Regions from separate parts of the Mus musculus genome. Here region 1 is linked to region 2. The links are chromatin contacts, called in public HiChIP or PLAC-seq maps. All regions are on one chromosome and are shown on one strand. The core of a region is the stretch at or near the end of the contact, and the rest is flanking DNA. Distances in the headings are between cores, read along the strand shown. Region 1 overlaps Nfia (nuclear factor I/A). Region 2 overlaps Nfia (nuclear factor I/A).

Region 1 (5,967 bases), core at 520-3,019, 270 kb before region 2:
TTTATCTTATTCCTCTGACATTAAAATTCATTGCCTTTGTGGGCTTTGCCAATGCTTTGCATATATCTTACCAGGTGCCGTCTTTCTGGTCACATGGCAGGTTTTGTAACCCTGTAGTGAGCCAATTAGAAGAGGGCAAGGAACCTGGCTATCTTATTAGTACCTAGCTTAATGCCTGGGAGGGCTCAAGAAAGACAAGCAAATTCGATGGAGTGGCTGAAGTGTGAGCTTGGGGCTGCAGCAAATAGCTATTTCCATGACTTTCTCAATATATTTCTCAGTGAGGTGTAGGTGCTAAGGACAGGTGCTAAATGTACAAACACAACATTCTGTAGGTGGCCCATGATAGCAGTTAAAACAGAAAGGTCTGGTGGAAAACTCACTGGTGACCTGGGAGGGGGTGGGGGGTGGGAAGTCAGACTGGCCTCTCCCCTTGCTCCTCATGATGGGTGCAAATCCTTTCTTCCCTCCCCTCCTCTCCCCTCCCCTCCCCTCCTCTCCCCTCTTCTCCCCTCCTCTCCCCTCCTCTCCCCTCCCCTCCCCTCTCCTCCCCTCCCCTCCTCTTTCTTTCTCTTTCTCTCTCTCTCTCTCTCTCTCTCTCTTTCTCTCTTTCTCTCTTTCTCTCTTTTTTTCTTTCCGAGACAGGGTTTCTCTGTATAGACCTGGCTGTCCTGGAACTCACTTCATAGACAAGGCTGGCCTTGAACTCAGAAATCCACCTGCCTCTGCCTCCCAAGTGCTGGGATTAAAGGCATTCGCCACCACTGCCCGGCCAGGTGCAAATCCTTTCAATGGCATATATTTAAAATTCTTTTCTTAGAAAAGATACATAATAAAATAAGATGGCACCTTATGAAGCACCATTGTGTTCATGGGGAAATGAAACCACTGTAGTTCTCGTTCATGTTTCTGTCTACTCAATGTGCCCTTGGAGCTTTCTGCCAGCTGTGGAGCCAGTCTTATGTCCCTTTCAGAAACATTCTTTGTCAACACAGAGAGTTCGCTTAACAAAATGAGCAACTATAGACCAATCTCAAAACTCAAGTGAGGCTAAAAATTGTATGACTTTTTTTTTTTTTTTTTGCCAACTTTCTTCTAAGTATTCTGAAGAATTCAGTATTTTCATCAGAAAACCTACCAGCTTCGAGGCTGTGAGTTCTGCATTGAAAACATCACCAGGGTTTGAGTCAGTCGGAACTGATTCCGGAGGTGAGGGCTAAAGCTCACTCTTGTCGGGGAGATTCAATTAGGGGAAAGTCGGGACTCCTTTGATCCCAGGGATAAATAGCTAAGTGATAGCTCCATGGAGGCATGGTGTAAAATTTCCTGGTCACACAAGGTACCTTTGATTTCCAAAGGCGCTTATAACAAAACAAAACAAAACAAAAACTCCTAGCTCAAACCACAAAACTACTCATCCTGTAGACTTTTACTCTCTGACCATGCGCTTCGGAGAACCCAATAAAGCTGCTTATATCTGGAAAAGAAATCACCCTGGCAAGTATGCATGGCCTAAATCTAAGTGGACAAAAGAAAGATCAGTAAGAAGGAAAGGGGAGGGAAGCAGACCGCAAACCGTGTCTGCGTTAAGTTTCTCCTGATCTCTGACGCAGATCCACTTTCCATATCTGCTCTTATACAGAACAGTCTCAAACTGAGTGGTAAGTGCTGTTCCCAATCTGTTTGCATGCTTTCTAAGGCAGTTGTGAAATTCTGGACTTCTTCAGTGTGGCAGTCCTGAAGCAAAGGCCTGGGACCTGGCGAGTCACCAGGGGGAGCAGTTTTCCGTCCCGTAGTTTCTGCATTCAGGACATTACAAAAATCAGCAGTGCCCTGTACATACTTCTGCTAAAAAGCAAAGCAAAGCAAAGCAAAGCAAAGCAAAGCAAAGCAAAGCAAAGCAAAGCAAAGCAAAGCAAAGCAAAGCAAAGCAAAGCAAAGCAAAGCAAAGCAAAGCAAAGCAAAGCAAAGCAAAGAAAAAAAAAGTTTCTTCACACATCTTACTATTCAGTGTGTGCCTCGCCCACAAGGTTACCCCAGAGCAGCTCTGTAACCCTTCACTGAAATAGGCTTTATTGATTGCTCTGGGCTATTGTTCTCTTTTCAAGTCCCCCAAGTTCAAGTTCATCCTGGTGTTACATCATGTCTGGTTGCTCTTAGCAACCAGACAGACCCAGACGTGACTATCATTAGCAAGAAACCCGCCACTCTCCTCCCACCAACCTTCCAGTGGCTCTGACGTAGCAGGCCCACTGCAAACACACTGAAGTATTTATTCTGCCTAATTTATGACCTACCCAGCAAGCTAGACCCCCGCTCCAAAAACCAACACTGTTGTATATTTAATTAATCTGTCTTTCTTTGGCATTTGAGAAAGTTAGACAAAGGACTAATTATTGTGTTTCGCTCTCCACACTTTTCTTTTGGGGGGTGAATATTTGCCTGGGAAAGAAAACGATGAGGCCCCGCATTGGCCCCTCCCCTTTTTCTTTCTGCCCTTTTGACATTTCATGAAATACTTTAGCTGCTTAAGGGAGTTAGAAAAAAAAAAAAAAAAGAAAGAAAGAAAGAAAAAAAAACCGCACTGTGAATGTTACTCCTTCTGAGTTGGTATTCAGTAACACAAATCAACTCACGACATGTTTAAATTTAAATGCTAACCACACGCTCTCAGAGTTACTTTAAAGGTTAGTTTTTAATCAATAGAAGTTGCTGACTCTGGGTTTTTGAGCTGCACACTGCAACTCCCGGGCTTTTGTCTAATGTTAAAGCTTGGGAACTTTTTTTTCCTTGAGATGATTTTAGCAATGATTTGCAGATACTGGGGCTATTGTGCTCCTACCAGCAACATGTCAATAGAGGAGCTGAGCTGCCCTGTGGTGGGCTGTCAATATGACTCCTAAGGCAGGGGTTGGGGGTCTTTAATAACCCGTGAAAAAACCTTAATTAACCCTTTCAGGTCCAAACCAAAACCTATTCTCCCACTTTTCACTCCTGTAATTTGACCATTAGTACTTATTTCAACATCTCACTAATCTTCATGACAATTAACCCAGCTACTTGACCAAGGGCTTCCAGAATGGGAAGTCAGTTAGGGGGAACCACACACGAACTTCTCTCTCTCTCTCTCTCTCTTTCTTTCTCTCTTTCTTTCTTTCTTTCTTTCTTTCTGTTTTTTTGAATGAGGTCTCTTAGTAAACGATCTGCAGAAATATAGTAGAGAAACAGTTGTAAGCAATAAGAAATTACTCCATTTTGCCAAGTTTTCTATCTGTCAGTTTGTAGTTGAAGACACTGGTGGTGACAGGTGTGACAACCGCCCACACAGAGGTGCTCCTGGATTTTCCTAAACTTCTGAGAACTGCCAATCGCCTCAGCCGGGTAAGGCAATAGGAGGAAAGGCTCCTTTGCTGTGGCATTTCCCTTTAATCTCGTTACTTGAAAACGCAGCAAGTCTGAGAGCACTCACTAAAGGAGGATTCGGCATCTTTCTTCTTGGGACAGGAGAACAGAGAGCGAGAGGGATCTGAGAAAATCTGGGAAATACTTGGATTGAATCAAGTCATTGGGAAGATACTGACACGAGAAGCAAAACTCATCTGTGGAGGGAGAGTCAGGAAATCATCCTCACGTCTGACATCTGCTTGGGTTTCATATGGCCTCTGCCTTCATACTTTATAGGCCCTTAATCTGCCCTACTGTATCCAGGCGACTACAAAGGAATCCCTGTCCCTTATCTGCCGAGAGTGGCAATATTACAGTACTGCATCAGAGGATGTTATCTTGATACATTTACATTGAGGCAGTAAACACTGGGCTTTGATCTATTGCCCCTCCCCCAGCAGGAACATTCAACCACAGTTGATTTGGTGGCCCATAAATCCACACTCCCTCAAAGGCTCTAGTTTCAAGAAATTAGCCAGTTACATTCTCAATGTCCACAGTTTGGGATGAACCAGGGGTGGGAGGGGGAACCCGTCCTCTTTCAGTGTTCAAGGTGAAACATCAAAAGAAATCTGCAGTCCGAGAGCTCAGCTTTCCTTCTAGCTGGTCAGATGGAGAAGTAATCTCATCAGGTTGGAAAGTGCTGACTCAGGATTTAATAAAGTGCCTGCAGATGTGGTGTCTCTAAGGTATTCAACTCATGTAATGCAAAACAGCTCCGCGCCCAGCGACGTGCTTATAAAATTTCATTTAACCATTGCAGCGCGGTTCTCTTAGGAGTTTTATCACACTTCCCGCCCCTTAATTTACAGCTCCATGAAAGTTCCAGCCCCATTCTGTGGGGATTCTGGAATGCTCACAGTAGTCAGGATTTACGAACCATAAACAGCCTCCGTCCCACTGTATCCTAAACAAGAGGGCTGAGATGGCAGCCCGCACTGTGACAGTGGCAGGCTGGTCCTTCTCTTGTGCCTTACAAAATGGAGTTGGTCCAGAGTCTACTGGAGACAGGTGATGAAGTCAAGGGACTCACCTTCCTTCTCAACTGCCAATATTCTAACACACGCAACTTTTTCTTACAGTCTCCCTTTCTACGCAGCGGGCAGGGCATACATTTTAAAAACAGAAAAGAAGTAGATCTGAGATATTTCACTTTGGGAGAGAGAGAGACAGAGACAGACAGAGACAGAAAGACAGAGAGACAGTGTGTGTGTGTGTGTGTGTGTGTGTGTGTGTGAGCGCACGCATGCTGTGGAGGGCAGGCTGGGCTGTGACAGCAAAATCTGTTTTTCAAATTAAAAAGTTGAACAAAAGGCCCTTCGGGGCAAAGTTTAACACTGCACGGAAGGAGGTTGTTAATGTGGAATCCAGAAGTGGGTGTGACGCTTAGCTTTCCTCTCCAGGCAAGGTGGGTTATTTAAGGACATTTACACATATAAACGGAAACACAAAAATACAGGAAGCTCCCCTCCAACACATCAGTCTCTACCAGCCACACAAGGGACCCAGCAAGCAGGTCTGCATTGAGTGCAGCTACTATATTGTCCCTCCTGGGGATGATGCTACCTCTCCTGGACCACACGAATCCAGTCAGTTAGTCATTTCTGGCTTCCTGTTCTTGTTTGCATGAACTAAGCCTACTATTTAGCACAAATGAGTTGTCCTTGGCAAATCAGCCAAAAGCTGGAGGAGGGGGGCTGGGGGGGGGTAAGGGGGCACCCCTGTCTCTGACACAGAAGGAGTAGACAGACCTCTGCGTGCATTCCTGGTTTCTCCTTTTAGGATCAACCACTTGGGAGCCATTAGTCATTTGGTCAGTAAGTACCAAGAGGCTGCAGTTTTCTTGGTGTCGTGGACTTGAGGGTCTGGGAATGTTGGGAGTAAAGAAAATGTGGCATCCGCCTTTAGAAGCTTTAGTGTCCAGCAGGAAGAGGTTTGGTTTAGACTTCTATGCCCTTCACGACTTCTCAAAGGATCTTGATAAACTCAGCTGATGAGGCCAAATGTCTAAAGGCCCGTACTGAATTCCACTGATGGGTTGTATGACATCATAGACAGGGCTCTGTATGACAGACAGGGCTCTGTGCTGGGTGACCCTGGAGTCCTGGGCATGAGAGGATGACAGTGGTCAGCACGAGTTTCTGGAAAGGGTGACATGCTGTACACAGGTGCTAGTTATGGGTATTGCCAGTCTCAGGCTTTGATCTCCACAGCCATTTTTCTTGTCTGATTTTATTTTGTTAATTAAAGAAAGCCTGTTTTCAATAACTCTAAACCAAGACTTGTTTATTGTGCAGGAAACTATTAAAACATTAATGGGCCGTGAGTGGCCTCGCTTACCTTTGTAGAGCCTTATCTTCTCACCACTTGTGGTGTGTTAAACTCCTTCCAGATCTCCCAAAGCCAAATGCTTCCTCCCTGCTGGGTCCTGGGCACAGGCTATGCCTTTTTCCGTGCTGTGCTAACACTTGCTGGTCCCTGAGGTCTAAGATTAAATGACCCCCTTTTCTTTTTTTTTTAAAT
Region 2 (5,180 bases), core at 1,614-4,113:
AGCTTCATTAAATTCTAGCTAAATGATGATGAATATTCATTATTTATTCCATGGCCTGTATGTCCTCTGTTTAAGTCATTTTCATTTATTCCTCGGAACAAAGTATTATCCCATTTTATAGGCAAGGACATCAAGGGTTCTGCCAGGTATTCTCAACATATTCATAACTGACAGACTGGGTAAGCCAGTCCAACCCCAGAGCCCAAACTATTCATGCAACCATGGGGACCAACTGGCCTGCCATCTTCAAAAGCTTTTACTTTTGTATTATTTAAGCATGATAGGACAAGCTTCAATTAAAAGGTAGTTTATACACAGACTACTTCTACAGTACAGATCTTTAATGGGCTTTGTTTAAATGTATGCATTTAAATGTGCAAGTTAAAATATTCACAAGTAACCTGAGTTCAATAGATTTGAGTTGAGCCAAAAGAGAGGATCGTGTATCATACTGACTTCCCGTCCTTTAGAGCAGAGCTTCTCTGCCTTCCTAATGCTGTGGCCCTTTAAAATAAAACAGTTCCTCGTGTTATGGTGACCCCAGCCATAAAATTATTCTTGTTGCTACTTCATAACTGTAATTTGGTACTATTTTGAATTTTAATGTAAATGTCTGTGTTCTCTGATGGTCTTAGGTGACCCCGGTGAAAGGGTCATTCAACCCTTCAAAGTGGCCACGACCTGCAGGTTTAGAACCACTGTTTTAGAGCAAATCCTTCAAAATGCTCTTGACTATAGAAGGAAACTACAGCTATCAGGCTTCTGAGTAAACTCACATGAGAGAGTTCCCTTCATCTTACCACAGCAAGAGACAGGTTGTACGGGAGGCTGCAGCACAGCACCAGTGAAAGGAAGTTGCGAAATAAGAAGGAGCAAGTGTAGACAGACAAGGACTCCAACAGCGTGTGAAAGAGTAAACTTTACGCTAAGCCTACAAACACCACAAGTGGGAAAAGTCAGAAAGATCTGGGAGCTATTTTTAGCATATCAAAACCTCAAACAGGACCTCCACACTGACCCACCAAGCAATCACACAAGCTAAACTATCAACCAACTAGTCACACAAAACCATTTCACCTTCTGTACAATGGCTCAGTGTATTCAACTATACATACTTATTTACTTCAAAGGGAGAAAACAAATTAATCATCCATTGCTGTTTATCTGGGCCACAAAACACAAAATGAAACAAAAAATAATAATAGCTGAGATTCTTGAGAATAACAGGACTGGAACAGAGGGTTAAAGTAACAGCCAGAGGCATCACTTAGTAGCCCAAATATCAGACTTCAAACCCTAGTAACCAAGGATCATGTTATAGGAAAATACCGGAAGAAATCATAAGTGCTTGAGGATGGCGTAGGTGAGATAAAGCAGGCTGCTGATACTCTGTGATGACACTGTGACTAATAGGGAGCAGTGAGGTCATGGCAAACTCCATTGACATGTTCCAATCAAACATTTGAAGGCACTATTCTAGTAGCATTTAACCCACAGAACACCAGTGACCAGCCCAGAATGTATAGTCATTTTGTTAGCAGGGAACTTGTCTTCAGAGACTGCAGAGTGTCACCTAAACGTGTACACCCTTGCCTTCAAGGGCAGTGTCAACACAAAGAAGCAAGTCTCCTAGTCCCTGCTGAGGGTCATTCACTGAACAAACTCAGGACTCACACTGAGAAAGCTAGGCTAAGTAAAAGCAAGGCTGGGAAAAGATCAATGGCGTATGATCCCAGCCTCCTCCTCCTTGGAGTTATAGAGACAGAGCAGGACATCCAGACACGGCAGGACACCACAGGGCTTCTGGCCCTCATAACTGCAGAGGGACAAAGGTCAGCAAAGCCACTCTAGGGTACAGAGTACCTACTCTTTACATGGCTAACCTCTGTGTGCTGACACCTCTATGACGGGGTTTCTAGAGTTTGCTTTTTATATCTTCAAAGAAACACATTTCATAAAAAAAAAAAAAGAAAATAGACCTCTGATCATAACACTCTTAGAAAGTCTTAGCTTGAGAAAAATTTAAAAGCCCAGCTATAAATCTTGCAAAATGAGAATTTATAATAGGAGTGCAGAGAGATCTTTAATTATGCAGACTGTGGGCCTCGTGTAATAAAGCCCACGTATTTGCAGCTTATGTCATTGTGTATAGGGTGCCTCAGAAAGGCTCTGTGTGTGTCTGAATCAATGAGTTGAAGTTTTACACAAGGGAAGGAAGTGAAGAGAACACTGCTTGGAGAAGCAGGGATTTACCTCCTGGGGCTCCAGGCAGTGAATGATGGTTCTGACTCTTCCAGTTTGTATAAAAGGTTGAAGTTCATTCTGGCGCAGGGAAGCATTCCACAAGACCCGCTGCCTCTATGGGCAGGCGATTAATCTCATGATCGATAGACCATATGATTAGGCACTAATAGCTGATAGGAGGAGAGAATAAACAACCATAAATTTGCTTTGTACCCAGCAATCCAACTGTAAGCAGGGCCATTTAATGGCCACACTGGGTCATGTTACCTAAGGGCCCATATGGAATAAAAAATGGAAGACAAAAACATTTTAAAAGATCTTCAATTATCAAAGGTAGGGGTGGAGGCAGAGGCTCTATTAGTGCAGTGTTCTTTGGCATGAGATGCCCAAGGCTTCCACATTGGGAGTGAAGAGGGCAGATGCAGAAGGAGCAACAGCAAAGTCTGTTTGCTGAAACAATGCTTTATAAACAGCATCGCCAGCCACCCTGTGCACAGTGTAAGTGGTGCTGGGTGGTCCAGCTCATGCCCAGCAGCCACTGGAACCTGTGTCCATCACGGGCTGAGTGTGCTCTCTGCAGCAGGCAGAGCAGAGGCTGGACTGTGTAATTTCCTCTTTGCATGCAGATCACTGCTCTGTACTCCAGAGCTGTTTCTCAGCGAGCGTGTCATGAACTTCCAGTGTTGGGAATAGTTATGCGACATAAAAGCCGTGATGCAGGAGGCCATAAATCTCACTCTTTCTTCTTTCCCTTTCCCTGGCTTCTTCCCTTTCTAAGACTCTGACCTCCTCCATCAGGCCCTTGAAAGAAAGGCAATCAATCACCCCCTAGACTAAAATGAAAACCTGGGTCCTCTCTGCACACTGGACAGCTTTCCCCTTGTGTGATAAAAATGGGGAAACATCTCTAAGATGGCAAGTCCCCCTCCTATGTGTTCCTCTTTCCACTCCATGCAGAGCCTGGAAGCAAAAAGCCTTCAAGCTCTTGTTATCAATGACCATGAAACAGGAAAGGAAGACACTTTGTTAAGCCAAAAGGAATGTGCTAGAGAAAGTACCAGATAAAGACAAAGAAGAATTTGAAGCAGACTTGCACTGTTCTCGGGGCCCACAGCAAAGCACACCAACCTCTGTTCTTTGAAAACTATCTGGGAAACAACCCACCCCCACCCCTCTCACTACCTCTGAGTACCCCCCCCCAGCCCCCACATCATCCCTCCCTCCTCCCCCTTGCCAGCACAGCCTTTGTGACTTCCCAAGCCTTGAGGGACCAACTGTTTCCAGGGCTTCCCTCTGGGCTAATTGTTCAACACTGCCCATGACTCTGGAGCCCACAGGAGAAAAAAGGCACTTCAGATGCCCTAGGGAAGACTGGGGGAAATTTCTGTTGGAAATCCATTCCTTGTTTATTATCATCAACCACAAAGAAGCCTACTGTAATAAGCAGTTACTACAGCCAAGTGAGATGAGAATTCTAAAGTTTGCAGGCAAAATTCCTTCTCTGTTTACATTTATTCAAAATACTTCCACTCGGCATAATTTCGGAGTTGAAAGACATTTAGCCAGGTGTGCTGGCTCACAAAAAGATGCCACCAAAGGTCAAACATGAAGCATAGTCCAAGGTCCAGGCACTGCTTTGCTAACATTTCTTGGAGCAACAAGACCAGTTAGTACAAGGCCATTGCACTAACTGAACCCAAGCAGGGCCACTGTACTAACCCCCCACTGATCAGGAAGGATTCCACTGAACCTAAAGCAGCTGGATGGCCAAGAAAGCCCTTTGGTCTGCTGTGCTGGGCCCGAGGGAACAGGGGCAGAACTCAGGACAGAAAGGGACTTAGGAAATGAGAGGCTCAGGGAGCAGAGGCTGAGCCCTGGGAGCAGGCCAAGGCCCCATGTTCTATCACCCTGACCATGGCGTTCATGTTGCCTAGTGGCTTTCCAGTGACTGGTATCAACTTCTGGCCATCTCTGAAACACTCAGAAAGCAGAGCGCAGACTCTCAACTCCCTTTGTACCGTAGGTTAATTTCTCCCCAAGGGGAAAGAGAAATTTTCCTTTGAAGACGTATGGAGGAGTCTAAATCGAACCAGAGAAGCCCCTGACCTTCAGTGGTTGCCTAAAAGCTGCTGTACCCTATGACAGTATCACTGCAGCAATGATAAAATGATAACTAACATACACTCTACATCAGGTAGAGACTGGGCATATGTAAAATAATTTCTAACTGCCAAACCACCCTAAAAATTAATAGTACATTCCCACCCCCAACTATACATATTCGAAAGCTACAGAGGGGAAGGTAAGTAACCTCCCAGCATCAAATTGTCATCACCAGAAGACTGAAAACCTGGTCCAGCCTACTTCAAGAAAAGGATAACAGAGGTTCGGCTAGTTTTTGCTGTCTTCCATACCACCTTGTTGGTTTCGGAGTGAACCTGTTTGCTGCCTATGAATTTGGCTGGCTAGCCCTTCCTCTGCCTTATATTTTTCTAAGCATTTCCCATGGATAACAGAGCTTATACCAGTAAGAAGCCAGGTACCAGATGAATCTAGTTTTACCAAGTGCCAAGTGGAGACCGAGGTGAAGCACGTCCAGCCACAAAGGAAGAGAGCAGCAGTGAGACACTAGAGGTTGATTTGTGATTGTTAGAAGGCAAAAAGAGGAAGGAACCTCCTTTTTCATCCACAGAAACTATTTCCTGAGACCCTACCACATCTTCCTACTATATCCTACTATCTAGCCATACCTTCCTAAACTCAATTAGAAAGGGAACAGTGGGGCCTCCCTTTTATTTCTTGCCTAAGTAGGAAATGTAGGATAATGTACACGGAAGGAAGGTAACTTTCCCAGAGAGCTCCTTCACCTGAGATTCAGCTCAGTGTATTCTATACACAGAGGGAACCTGCAGCTGACTTTCTTTTCCAAGTTACTG

The links. HiChIP or PLAC-seq counts read pairs in DNA pulled down with a chosen protein or histone mark.
Region 1: a contact with region 2 is called in an H3K27ac HiChIP or PLAC-seq map of heart atrium, with 10 read pairs. The contact joins two enhancer-like sites. A contact is called at or near these places in 2 of 15 datasets of contacts at CTCF or cohesin (the NIH/3T3 cell line and pro-B cells), 6 of 484 Hi-C or Micro-C datasets (bone marrow-derived DN2 thymocytes, embryonic fibroblasts, hematopoietic stem cells and 2 more), 9 of 115 datasets of contacts at active chromatin or transcription factors (T-cell acute lymphoblastic leukemia, astrocytes, differentiating embryonic stem cells and 6 more) and 3 of 9 other capture datasets (embryonic stem cells, embryonic tail and embryonic trunk).

The regions. Positions count from the first base shown.
Region 1 is chr4:98,105,018-98,110,984 of GRCm38.p6, reverse strand. The region is part of intron 10 of Nfia (nuclear factor I/A); the gene reads right to left. Among named protein-coding and RNA genes, the nearest start is that of Gm34784, 18 kb to the left of the region's middle. Within about 2 kb of position 1,769, at least 126 of the 459 cell types and tissues checked have an H3K27ac peak or open chromatin away from gene starts, as enhancers often do. A contact at or near this core is called in astrocytes and heart atrium, where this site is marked.
Region 2 is chr4:97,837,629-97,842,808 of GRCm38.p6, reverse strand. The region is part of intron 2 of Nfia (nuclear factor I/A); the gene reads right to left. It overlaps Gm19417 (a long non-coding RNA gene), which reads left to right. Exons shown (of 2, transcript XR_376437.4): 2 at 1-1,969. Among named protein-coding and RNA genes, the nearest start is that of Gm19417, 29 kb to the left of the region's middle. Within about 2 kb of position 2,863, at least 56 of the 459 cell types and tissues checked have an H3K27ac peak or open chromatin away from gene starts, as enhancers often do. A contact at or near this core is called in astrocytes and heart atrium, where this site is marked.